Linked DNA regions of Mus musculus: all the other regions are linked to region 1. Evidence: chromatin contacts called from public Hi-C data. All regions are on one chromosome and are shown on one strand. The core of a region is the stretch at or near the end of the contact, and the rest is flanking DNA. Distances in the headings are between cores, read along the strand shown.

Region 1 (3,496 bases), core at 76-2,575:
ACAGGCAGTAAAATCCTAACTAAGACCATACCCTACAGGAAAAGATAGTCTATGCTAGCCACACATTTAAAACTAGTCTTGAACTTATCAAAGGTCTGAGGTTATGAATCTAACTTGGGAAGGTACCATGTAAGCTGATAAAATTCTTTTAGAATCACATGTGTAGAATGCATATAAATGTGAAGTAAATTTACAAATATTATGTAAATATACATATGAATATATAGAGTGTGCAGGTATGAATTTGAGCAAATGATACCATAATATGCATTCTACCAAACATAGCTTATTTCACAGTATGTAGTATTTCTATGTTTTTTTATTTTTGTTTTAAAATATTTTATACTTTTATAAAATTTCATACACCATATATCCATAGCCAGTTTTAACAAATGCAAGTCCATTCCACTTCCCACATGTGCTATCCACATTCTGTCTTTTAGGATGAACAGACCCAGTTTGTGGCAGTTAGAAGACTCCAAGGACCCCAGACAATGTTTATTGGTTTCCTGTGTCAATAGAACCATAATCTACATTCCCTTCTAGGTCAGCTACCATTGACCTTCCTCTCTGTCTTAGTCAGGGTTTCTATTCCTGCATAAACATCATGACCAAGAAGCAAGTTGGGGAGGAAAGGGTTTATTCAGCTTACATTTCCATGTTGCTGTTCATCACCAAAGGAAGTCAGGACTGGAACCCTGTTGTAACACCTGAATTACTGATACTAGAGAGACTTCAGTGTTGTTTACAGACAGTTTCCCCTCACTCCCCCAACCCCTCACTCCCCCACCCCCAATAGAAGCTCCCATCCTCACTTCAGCCTGCAGCAAGCACACTAAGCAGACAGCTGGTTTCTGTGCTGTGTCCTCCTGCAGCAAGCCTAGGCTCCCTCTCTTTCCCCTAGCATTAGAATGGCACTACCCTTAATGAGAACATTCTGAGGAGATAGCATACGACATCCTCCCTCATATGAGTCTCCAAAAACCAACCCTCCTCCTGATAAGCAGCAGAACTCTCCAGGTGCCTGTCCTTGAGACCTTAGAGAAATAACAAACTCAAGGTAGATCAGAGGTCAGGTCACAGACAGTTACAACTGGCCATAAAATTAGTCCCCGAACAGACACTCATTAACCCTACCTCCTGCCTCAGTACTATTCCACCAAATGATTATAGCCCTCTACTACCCTTTTCTGTGAGCATTCACACTATTCCTAACTATACTGTATATAAACCCAATGTTTTCTGGACTCAGGGTTGCTTGCCAGCATTCTCGTGGTGAGTCATTCTCGTGTTGAGTGTGAGGCAGACAATCTGAGTTTGAATTTCAAACAATAAAAGACTCTTTTGCAAGTTGCAGCGGACTTCAAAATTCTTGGTCTCATCTGGGTTTCCTGTGGACTTGGGGCACAACTCAAGCAGGTCAGGAAGCAGGACCTGATGTAGAGACCATGGAGGGATGTTACTTACTGGCTTGCTTCCCCTGGTTTGCTCAGATTGCTTTCTTATAGAACCCAAGATTACCAGCCCAGGAATGGAACCACCCACAATGGGCCCTCCGCCCTTGATCACTAATTGAGAAAACACTTTACAGCTGGATCTCATGGAGGCATTTCCTCAACTGAAGCTCCTTTCTCTGTGGTAACTCCAGCCTGTGTCAAGTTGACACACAATACCAGCCAGTACACTCTCCAAACAGAACTCAGCTAGCAGCCAACAAGGAAGTTTGTTTTGTGCATTGTTACTGATTTCAAGGTGCTTGGAAGACAAAAATAAGGTAGAGTAGGTTTTGGTCTTTGGTGTTTGAATAAGCTAAAGGATTAGCTTGTAGAGTTGGATCTGAAATAGGAAGTGACTCATAGCCTGATGAAAACAGTGTGCTTGTGTCACATGAGGGTTTCACAATAATGATTTGCTCTTAAAGTCCTGATACACATTTACACTTTTATTTCATCTGAGCAGCACTATGTTGTCTGACCCTTTGGCTACAGAAAGAAAATTTAGATTTGGGACACTTAACAGATCTGTTGCAAATCTAGGAGGGGGCAGTCACATGTGTTGTCTGCCAAGTTCACAAAGTTCTTCTTCATTCTAAATAGCAAAGGCACACACAGATTCATCTTCGTTTTGTAATATCTATGTGATGTATCCACAGATACTTTACGGATATGTTCTATATTTGTCAATGCATTCGAGAGAGCTAAACTTGAAACGTAAATGTGATCGTGTTAGTAGCCACCTTGACTGGCTCTGACAGATCTTGAGAGATGGGGCCCTGGGGTAGCCTCAGAGAGCTGGTTTAACAGTTGGGTTAAAGTCGGGTGTGGTGGTTTACGCCTTTAATCCCAGCACTTGGGAGGCAGAGGCAGGAGGATCTCTGAGTTCGAGACCAGCCTGGTCTACAGAGTGAGTTCCAGGACAGCCAGGGCTATACAGAGAAGCCCTGTCTCAAAAAAAACAAAAACAAAAACAAAAACAAAAACAAACAAAACAAAACAAAACCCAAAACCAAAACAACAACAAAAACAAACAAACAAAACAAAACAAAACAAAACAAAAAAACCAGTTGGGTTCAAAAATTGTGATAGGACTGTTTCTTTGAGTCCTGGATTGAAGTAGAGAAAGCAAGCCAAGCATCAGAAGTCATTCATTCTCTGCTCTATGCTTCCTGGCTGTGAGCACAATGTGAACAGGGGTCTCATGCTCCTGCCACTGTGACTTCTACAACGTAGCACAACCTCAAACTGTGAGACAAAATACACCCCTTCTTCCTTGTGTTGCTTTGGATGGGTAATTGTATAACAGCAATGAAAAAGAAAGTAAGACTGAATGTCCCTTCAAATACTGATAAAAAGAAGGTCTTGATTCTCCTTTGGCATAGAGGAAGGATACAACAGAAGTTTTTTGCTTTCTGTCTTAGGAAGTACCTACAAGACAGCACTTGAGGCTCTGGGTTCAAGTGCATGTGACTCAGTGGGGAAGGCTATGTGGACTGAGAGGTGTGGTGTGGAAACAGAACAAGAAGAGGAGGCGGTGCTGATGGGGATGCAAACTTGAAACTCTAGCCGAGCATGATCATTCAGGAGCTTTGGGACATGGAAAGTCTGTAGAAGAGACTTAATGCACAAGCTAGAAGCCAGACTCTGGAACGGAAACCAACATTCTTAATAATCCCTCCCTCTTTTGAAGGATCAATTGATGAGGGTCACAGTACCCATTTGTATTACTATAGGTACATAATATATAGCAGAGAAGTAATTAAAAGGTTTTGAGTTGCGTCTCTGAAGAACTACAGTCATTTTGATGATTAGACACAATTGAACCATGGGGTTAAACAGAGACAGGGGCAGGAAGGCTGACTGTAAATGGTTAACTCTTTCCAAAGCCATCAGATTAAAGGCAAGCGCATATAGTCCACACTGGGCTACCTCCAGAACCTTCTGCTCTTGGTCCTGATGAGGTTCTTCCCAACATCTCATTACCTGACTCAAGACTGCTG
Region 2 (3,491 bases), core at 843-3,342, 890 kb before region 1:
CCAAAGAGCCATAAATTGTATGTGCATGTGTGTGCATGCTTATGTGTGGGTGGAAATACAGGAAGTGAGAAGCCGCTGTCTTGAGAACTTTCCCAGAAGGCCATCACTGAAAAGTGGATTCAGAGTCAAGCATTTTTATGTCTCAAGTCATGTCCACCTATGCTATATTGGGGATAACATCTGGATCTTCAGTCTCCTCAATGAAGGAGAAAACACTTTCACAGACAGGACATCATGGGTCAGAGAGCAGAAGCGAGGCTTTTATTCACCTTGCCCAACTCTGTCTCACAGTGATGTAATGACCATGTGGTTGCTCTTTTCCTTTGGGGGCTGGACTTCCAACTACTGAAGGCCCTGCTTTTTCTAGGTTTCCTACGTTCCCTATGCTGGGCCTAGCACTTAGTAGGTGTTTCCTGCACTCTCTTTTTTTTTTTCCAGCAAAGTGCATGACCTGTAAGTGTGAACACACTCATGAATATTTCCCAAGGGAATAAGCCTTGCCATCAGGACTAGGAAGTGGAATTATCAGTTTCCCAGATTTGATAATACCTTAGTCAGACCACCAAATTTTCTTCTTGTTTTACTTGTGGAAACTATAGTAATAACCTCCAGACATGAAGGCTAGCTTCTAACTTTGTGTGGATGGAGTCTTTCTGTCTCTCTGTCTCTGTCTGTCTCTATATCTCTGTTCCTGTCTCTGTCTCTCTGTCTCTGTCTCTGTCTCTCTCTCTTACACACACACACACACACACACACACACACACACACACACACACACACACACAGAGTTATGGTAGCTTGCCTAGTCTCACTGTTACAGTGATTTATTCCATAGGCCACAATATATCTGCCTGCTCCATTCATTTGAACTGTTACTGGTTCTTGGTTACTGTATTGGCTGGTTTTGTGTCAACTTGACACAAGTTGGAGTTCTCACAGAGAAAGGAACCTCCCTTGAGAAAATGCCTCCATGAGATCCAGCTGTAAAGCATTTTCTCAATTAGTGATCAAGGTGGAAGGGCCCATTGTGGGTGATGCCATCTCTGGGCTGATAGTCCTGGGTTCTATAAAAGAGCAAGCTGAGCAAGCCAGGGGAAGCAAGTCAGTAAGCAGCACCCCTCCATGACTTCTGCATCCATTCCTGCCTCCAAGTTCCTACCCCGTGTCAGTTCCTGTCCTGACTACCTTTGGTGCTGAACAGCAATGTGGAAGTGTAAGCTGAATAAACCCTTTCCTCCCCAACTTGCTTCTTGGCCATGATGTTTTGTGCAGGAATAGAAACCCTGACCAAGACAGCTACTATCTATATTAATAGCATATATACTTACATATACAGTATATTACAAACCAATTAATTATATTAATACATATGATATATTAATTGTTTATTATATTTTATATCTGTCTAGATCAGCTTGTGACTCTGTTCTAATAAAGGTCTTCAGGTACAAATACCTATCAGTTATTTGATGAAAGAAAGACTTATTACTCGAAGAAGTCACTCATAAAGTGCTCCCAAGAGAAGCCCTGATCCTTTGTGGAACAGGAAGTTCAGGAGCGTCTGAGAGAGGAGTTGAGTGAATAGAAGTCCTTAGTGAGAGAGGAGGAGGAGAGTTGCAGTGAGCATGTCCACATGAAGGCCATGTCCTGGGGAGGAAATAGACAGGAGCAGGGATGGGGTCAGGGGTTAAGTGGGAAGCTAAACTCTGGATGGCATTAGCTTGAGTCTTATGCTGACAGATGGGAGGGAGCTGTAGATGTTTTTGGAATGTAGAATGATTTTTTTTTTTGGTCTCTTTAATTTTTAAAAAGGAAGTTAAATTGTCTGTGGTTGCCTTGGAGATCTGAGGGGAAATGACAGAAGGACTGGGAGCTGGGTTAAAAGGCGGTGGCACAGGTTCCTGTGTATGTTAATGAGGTTGCTGGTGGGACAGAAAAGACCTGCAGGGAGAAGCCTGGGAAAAGAAGAAGCAGAGAAAACAGTTGTTCCAAAAAGCAAGGCCAGGAAGAGGCAGCTAACCATGGCTGTAGGGAGTAGGGTTTGCAACAAAATGGGTGCAAGGCAGATTGGGGAAGTGAATCTGCGGATGTGAGTCACACCAGGGATCGCTCCCTTAAAGGTTTGCTTTCCCCCATGACACTGGGATGAGATGATCTGTCAGTCTGGAGTGTGTGTGAGTTCAGTGGAGGACCCAGAGTCAGGTGTGAAAAGCGTATTCTGAAAATGAAGCACAAAATAGGGCAGAGACCGGCAGAGTAAACCCCCAGCCCTTTGCCATAGTTAACAGAAACTTAGCTTCCTCTCTAATCTCTGCAGTGTCATTCCCAGCATTTGTTATGTGTAAAGTCCTGGTTCCTGCTATCCTGCCTGCTTGCAGTGTGGGTCTCCCTGGGCTCCTGCTGGGTCTGTTTTATTGCTCTTTTCAAATAATCAGCTTTTGGCTTTCCTTTATCCTGTTTTGTGTTTGGCTTCCAATTTAGTAGCATCCTCTCATCTTTATTATATATTTCCCTCTGTGTTCTTTGGATTTATTTTGTCCTTTCCCGAAGTGATTGCAAGTTGAGCTCATTAACTTTCAATCGTTCTTCTTTTTCTAATATAATATTAAAGGCTGTAATTTCTGTCTAAATATCATGTTAGGTGAATTTGTGTCTTTATAATCATTTAGTTCAAAATATTTTCTAATTTCCATTTTGATTTATCCTTTGATCTTTACAAACATGGCAAAGATCACAGAATATGATTTCATTTTCTTTCTTTCTCTCTTTCCTTCTTTCTCTCTCTTTCCTTCCTTCCTTCCTTCTTTCTTTCTTTCTTTCTTTCTTTCTTTCTTTCTTTCTTTCTTTCTTTCTTTCTTCATGAGTTTTATTGTGCTTGAAAGTGCTTGGTCATTCATTCATTATTTGGCTTTCTCTTTAGAAGGAATTTTTCCTTCCCTTCCTTCCTTCCTTCCTTCCTTCCTTCCTTCCTTCCTTCTTTCCTATCTTCTTTCCTTCCTTCCCTCCTTCTTTCCTTCCTTCCTTCTTTCCTTCCTTCTTTCCTTCTTTCCTTCCTTCCTTCCTTCCTTCCTTCCTTCCTTCCTTCCTTCCTTCTTTCCGTCTTACATTTCTTTCTCTTTCTTGTGTGCATTCACAGGCCAATGAATCATCAATGATCATTCACATGATCAGAGGATGTGCCAGAGTCAGTTCTCTTTATCCACTGTGTTGGTCCCAGGAATGTAATTCAGTTTGTCAGGCTTGGCAGCAAGCACTTTCATTCAGCCTTCTTGCTGGCCCCTCTCTTTTTCTGATGTTAGCTCACGCTGATGATCTAGAACAGTTGCCAGTAGACTATGAAAGCCTGTGAGCCCAACCATGGCCCATATTAATTATTCTTATGTTGCTGTCACAAATACTTTATAGAAGCCATTTGAGAGAGGAGAGATGTATTTTGTCTCATGGATCAGGGGATGTCTTCCATTATGGCACAGAAGGGACACAGGTAGGGT
Region 3 (3,576 bases), core at 429-2,928, 910 kb before region 1:
CCCAGTCAAGGGACGGGGCCACCCACCCATCTCAAAGTTTTTAACCCAGAAATGTTCCTGTCCAAAGGAAAGACAGGGCCAAAAAAAACCAAAACAAAACAAAAAAACAAAACAAACAAAACAAACCAAACAAACAAACAAAAAAACCCCAACCCAACCCAAACCAAACCAAAAAACCAAAAAAACCCAAAAAACCAAAAAGCCAAAAATGGAACAGACACTGAAGAAAGGGCCATCTGGGGACTACCCCATGAGGGGATCCATCCTGTCTGCAGACACCAAGCTCAAGACACTGTTGCTGGTGCCAAGAGGCACTTGTTTGACAGGAGCCTGGTGTGGCTGTTCCCTGGGAGGTTCAGCCAAGAACTGGCCAATGCAGAAGTGGATGCTTGGAACCAACCATCAGACTGAGCCAACCACTGAGCTGTCCCAGTGAGTTTGCTGGTGGAAGGACTGGAGGGGTGGAGAGGGATTGCAACCCCATAGGAAGAAGAGTGTTGGCTGGCTGGACCACCCAGTAATCCCAGGGACTAGACCACCAGCCAAGGAGTGTACAGGGAGGGATCCATGACTCCAGATACATATGTAACAGAGGATGGCCTTGTCTGACATCAATGGGCGGGGAGGCCCTTGGGCCTGTGGAAGTTTGATGTTCCAGCATAGGGGAATGCTGGAGTGGTCGGGCAAGAGTAGGTGAGGAGCACCCTCATAGAGGCAAAGGAGAGGCAGGAGAGGGTGGATGTGGGAGGGGCATTTGTGGAGGGGTAGCTGGGAAGTGGGATATCATTTGAAATGCAGACAAATAGAATAATTAATAAAAATAAAAAGACTTGAGTATTCACAGAAATGACCCTGGAAAATCCATGGATCCCAATGGATTAACAAGGTAGGTGCTTCACAGGGTCAAGAACTAATTATTGATGCCTTTATAATGTCGTTCTATTGTGAAGGTGAGAAAGCTTCTCCATCTTGTCCCAGCTGAAGCCATCTTTGGCTCCCTCACCCCCTGCTATTAGAAGTCCCGTGGGAAAGCACCCAACCTTGTTTTAGAAACTCGGGGTTGAAATGCCCTAGCTAACGGCATGCTCTTGACTCTTGGTAAACTGCTTGTTAAACTTGCTTCCCTGCTGGCAAACCAGGATATAGTTTTTCTGTGTTCTTTAATTTTGAAAGCTCCCTGCAATGCGCTTTCAGGGCTGCCTTTTGGGAAGCGTTTCTCTTCAGGCCGTCCCCAGCCTGCTCAATACAGACTCCCAATTCAAATTTTGGTCATGCCGGGTGAGTGGTCCTTGGGTCTTTACCAGGTAACACTATTACTAAAATACCATTGAACAGCGACTGTACCAGTAATAGCTGTGTTAGTAGCAGTGCTTGTCACATGATGAGAATTGGGTAAGCCAGGGGCTATGGCTGGTGAGACTAAGTGGTAAACTCTACATTCCGTTGCTAACATCCCTTCATTCTCGGTGGCTGAACAGTTACTTAAGCTTTGATGCGAATCGTGTTGTTATGGGGAGCGTGTCTTCTCAACAAACAGCGACTTGAGGACCCTTCCATTTTGTGAACGTCGTTAACTAAGGAGCTGTTGAAGTCATCGTGGAAGGGGAAGAGAGAGTGTGGCAATAGGTCAGAGGCTGTGACAGCACCCATCGGTCAGCATCCTACTGAACTAACTGCAAGGGAGATCCAGAGATGTGGTCTCGCGTGCTTGGGGAAAAGAGGAAACAGGCTTGGGGAGCGTCTAGAAGCTTCTGCCATTGTGCAAGCAGTAGAGGGAGATTGTACGCTTGGAAGTCTAACTGGAAGTCATAGACTGGAGGGGCGTGCTGGCAAACAGGGTGGAAATCAGGGGAGGTAGTTAGCCGGTACCAGCCAAAGCTAATCTCAGGTCAGCAGTGCAGTGTTTGTGCTCTTAGCTCTCTCATCCTTGGGGGTTGCGCTGCTTACACTGAGAAGGCATCTGAGAATCTGACAATTGGTAAAGGGCTAGAGGCAGACATTTATAAGAAAGGAAATAACTTGAGAGAAAACGTGTGGATAGTGCGGACCACCGCAGTTAAGAACTCTTTTTTCCCCCCGCGTAGCCCTATTTGTCTCCCCCTGGTGGCCATTATAAGCAACCATAGTTCCCTTCCCGGAGCTTAGCTGCTTGAGCAAGATCAAGTTATTCATCTCCTCAGTCACCCGAGCATCCTTGATGTCAGACTCCCAGCAGTTGACAGTTCTAACAGCAGCTCTTGGTGATGGTTTCTGAGGAGCAACAGTGATGTAAAAACCCAGCATAGAAACTCAGGAGACTCATTTGACTGCCTTCTGTCCATCTAGAGCAGTGGTTCTCACCCTTCCTAGTGCTGTGACCGTCAATTCAGCTCCTCATGTTGTGCTGATCCCAACCACAACATTATTTGTGTCGCTACTTTGTAGCTGTAATTTTCTACTGTTATGACTTGTAATGTGCAGGATATCTGGTGTGCGACCCCTGTGAAAGGGATGTTCGGTCCCCACAGGGCTTGCCACCCATAGGTTGAGAACTACTGATCTAAATTTTTCAGAATTCAGAACTTTTCCTTCAGTGACGCTGACAGATGCCCTTCACCTTTCTGTGTGATTTTTTTGGGGGGGGGGGAACAAATCATCTAAGGATGGAGACGTTTGCACTTTCTAGGTGCCTTTGTTGACGCCCCACAACCTTAATCACCTCATCATATGGGTGTGCACTAAAACAGGGAGGCCAAGTTTTCAGATGAGGAAACTGAGGTCCAGAGAGCCTATGTGACTTGTTGAAGGTGCCATTGCTCTTAACGTGTCAGAGCTTGTGCTAGTGCGATGGCCACAAGACGCTTTCTTTCTTCACACGGTGTTGTACCAATCATAACCACAGCTGTGAGGGAGGTGTTTTAAGGTCCTCTCAGCCATTCTGGCCCAGATGGCCTATGGTGTTCACACTAGTGATCTCTGGTGTGGTGGAGAAAGCACACATCGAGCGACTGCATCTTTTAAGTACTTAGATTTTTGATATGTCACTCTTGCCTTGCCAGATCTTCTTCTTTTATTTTTGCACAATGTGTTTAATCATCATGTACCACTGTGGGCATTTTCTAGGCTAAATTTAGATGACTGAAGTCCCCGCCCAGAACCCTCACCATCCTTTAAATAACCTAGATTATTTTGAAAAGTTCCAGCCAGGCTCCTGGCTTTGGGGGAACAAATAAAAAAAGATATGGGCTGTGTCCTTGATTGGGAGAAAGCCGACCTGTAGGGCAGTTGGGAAAAGCGCTGGATCGGGGGTGGGGTGGGGGTGGGGCTAGTGGGGTAGAGTGGAGTTGGGTGGGCGGGAGCGGAGCCGAGCGGGGCGCTGAAAACCTTGTTGAGACATCAAGACCAGTCCTGATGTAGAGAAAAGAGGAAAAGTTTCCGTGGTGAATTCAGTTGCCCCATTAGGGTTCTTGTAGCCATAGGTCAAAGGTCCTGCATCCTTAGAGTGTCCTCACTGAGGAGCAAATAAAGAAGCAGCATGCCTGCTCTTGTGTCACCTCCACATGTGGAATCAGTGACACATCTCATTTGCCAGAACCA

Evidence for each region. Hi-C and Micro-C count contacts between places; a contact is called where the count stands out from the background.
Region 2: a contact with region 1 is called in a Hi-C map of bone marrow-derived macrophages, with 10 read pairs. The contact joins two enhancer-like sites.
Region 3: a Hi-C map of bone marrow-derived macrophages shows a contact between it and region 1, with 11 read pairs. The contact joins two enhancer-like sites.

The regions. Positions count from the first base shown.
Region 1 is chr15:60,778,021-60,781,516 of GRCm38.p6, forward strand. No RefSeq gene overlaps it. Among named protein-coding and RNA genes, the nearest start is that of 9930014A18Rik, 43 kb to the right of the region's middle. Within about 2 kb of position 1,326, at least 70 of the 459 cell types and tissues checked have an H3K27ac peak or open chromatin away from gene starts, as enhancers often do. A contact at or near this core is called in bone marrow-derived macrophages, where this site is marked.
Region 2 is chr15:59,885,944-59,889,434 of GRCm38.p6, forward strand. No RefSeq gene overlaps it. Among named protein-coding and RNA genes, the nearest start is that of Gm36819, 64 kb to the left of the region's middle. Within about 2 kb of position 2,093, at least 38 of the 459 cell types and tissues checked have an H3K27ac peak or open chromatin away from gene starts, as enhancers often do. A contact at or near this core is called in bone marrow-derived macrophages, where this site is marked.
Region 3 is chr15:59,863,188-59,866,763 of GRCm38.p6, forward strand. No RefSeq gene overlaps it. Among named protein-coding and RNA genes, the nearest start is that of Gm36819, 42 kb to the left of the region's middle. Within about 2 kb of position 1,679, at least 47 of the 459 cell types and tissues checked have an H3K27ac peak or open chromatin away from gene starts, as enhancers often do. A contact at or near this core is called in bone marrow-derived macrophages, where this site is marked.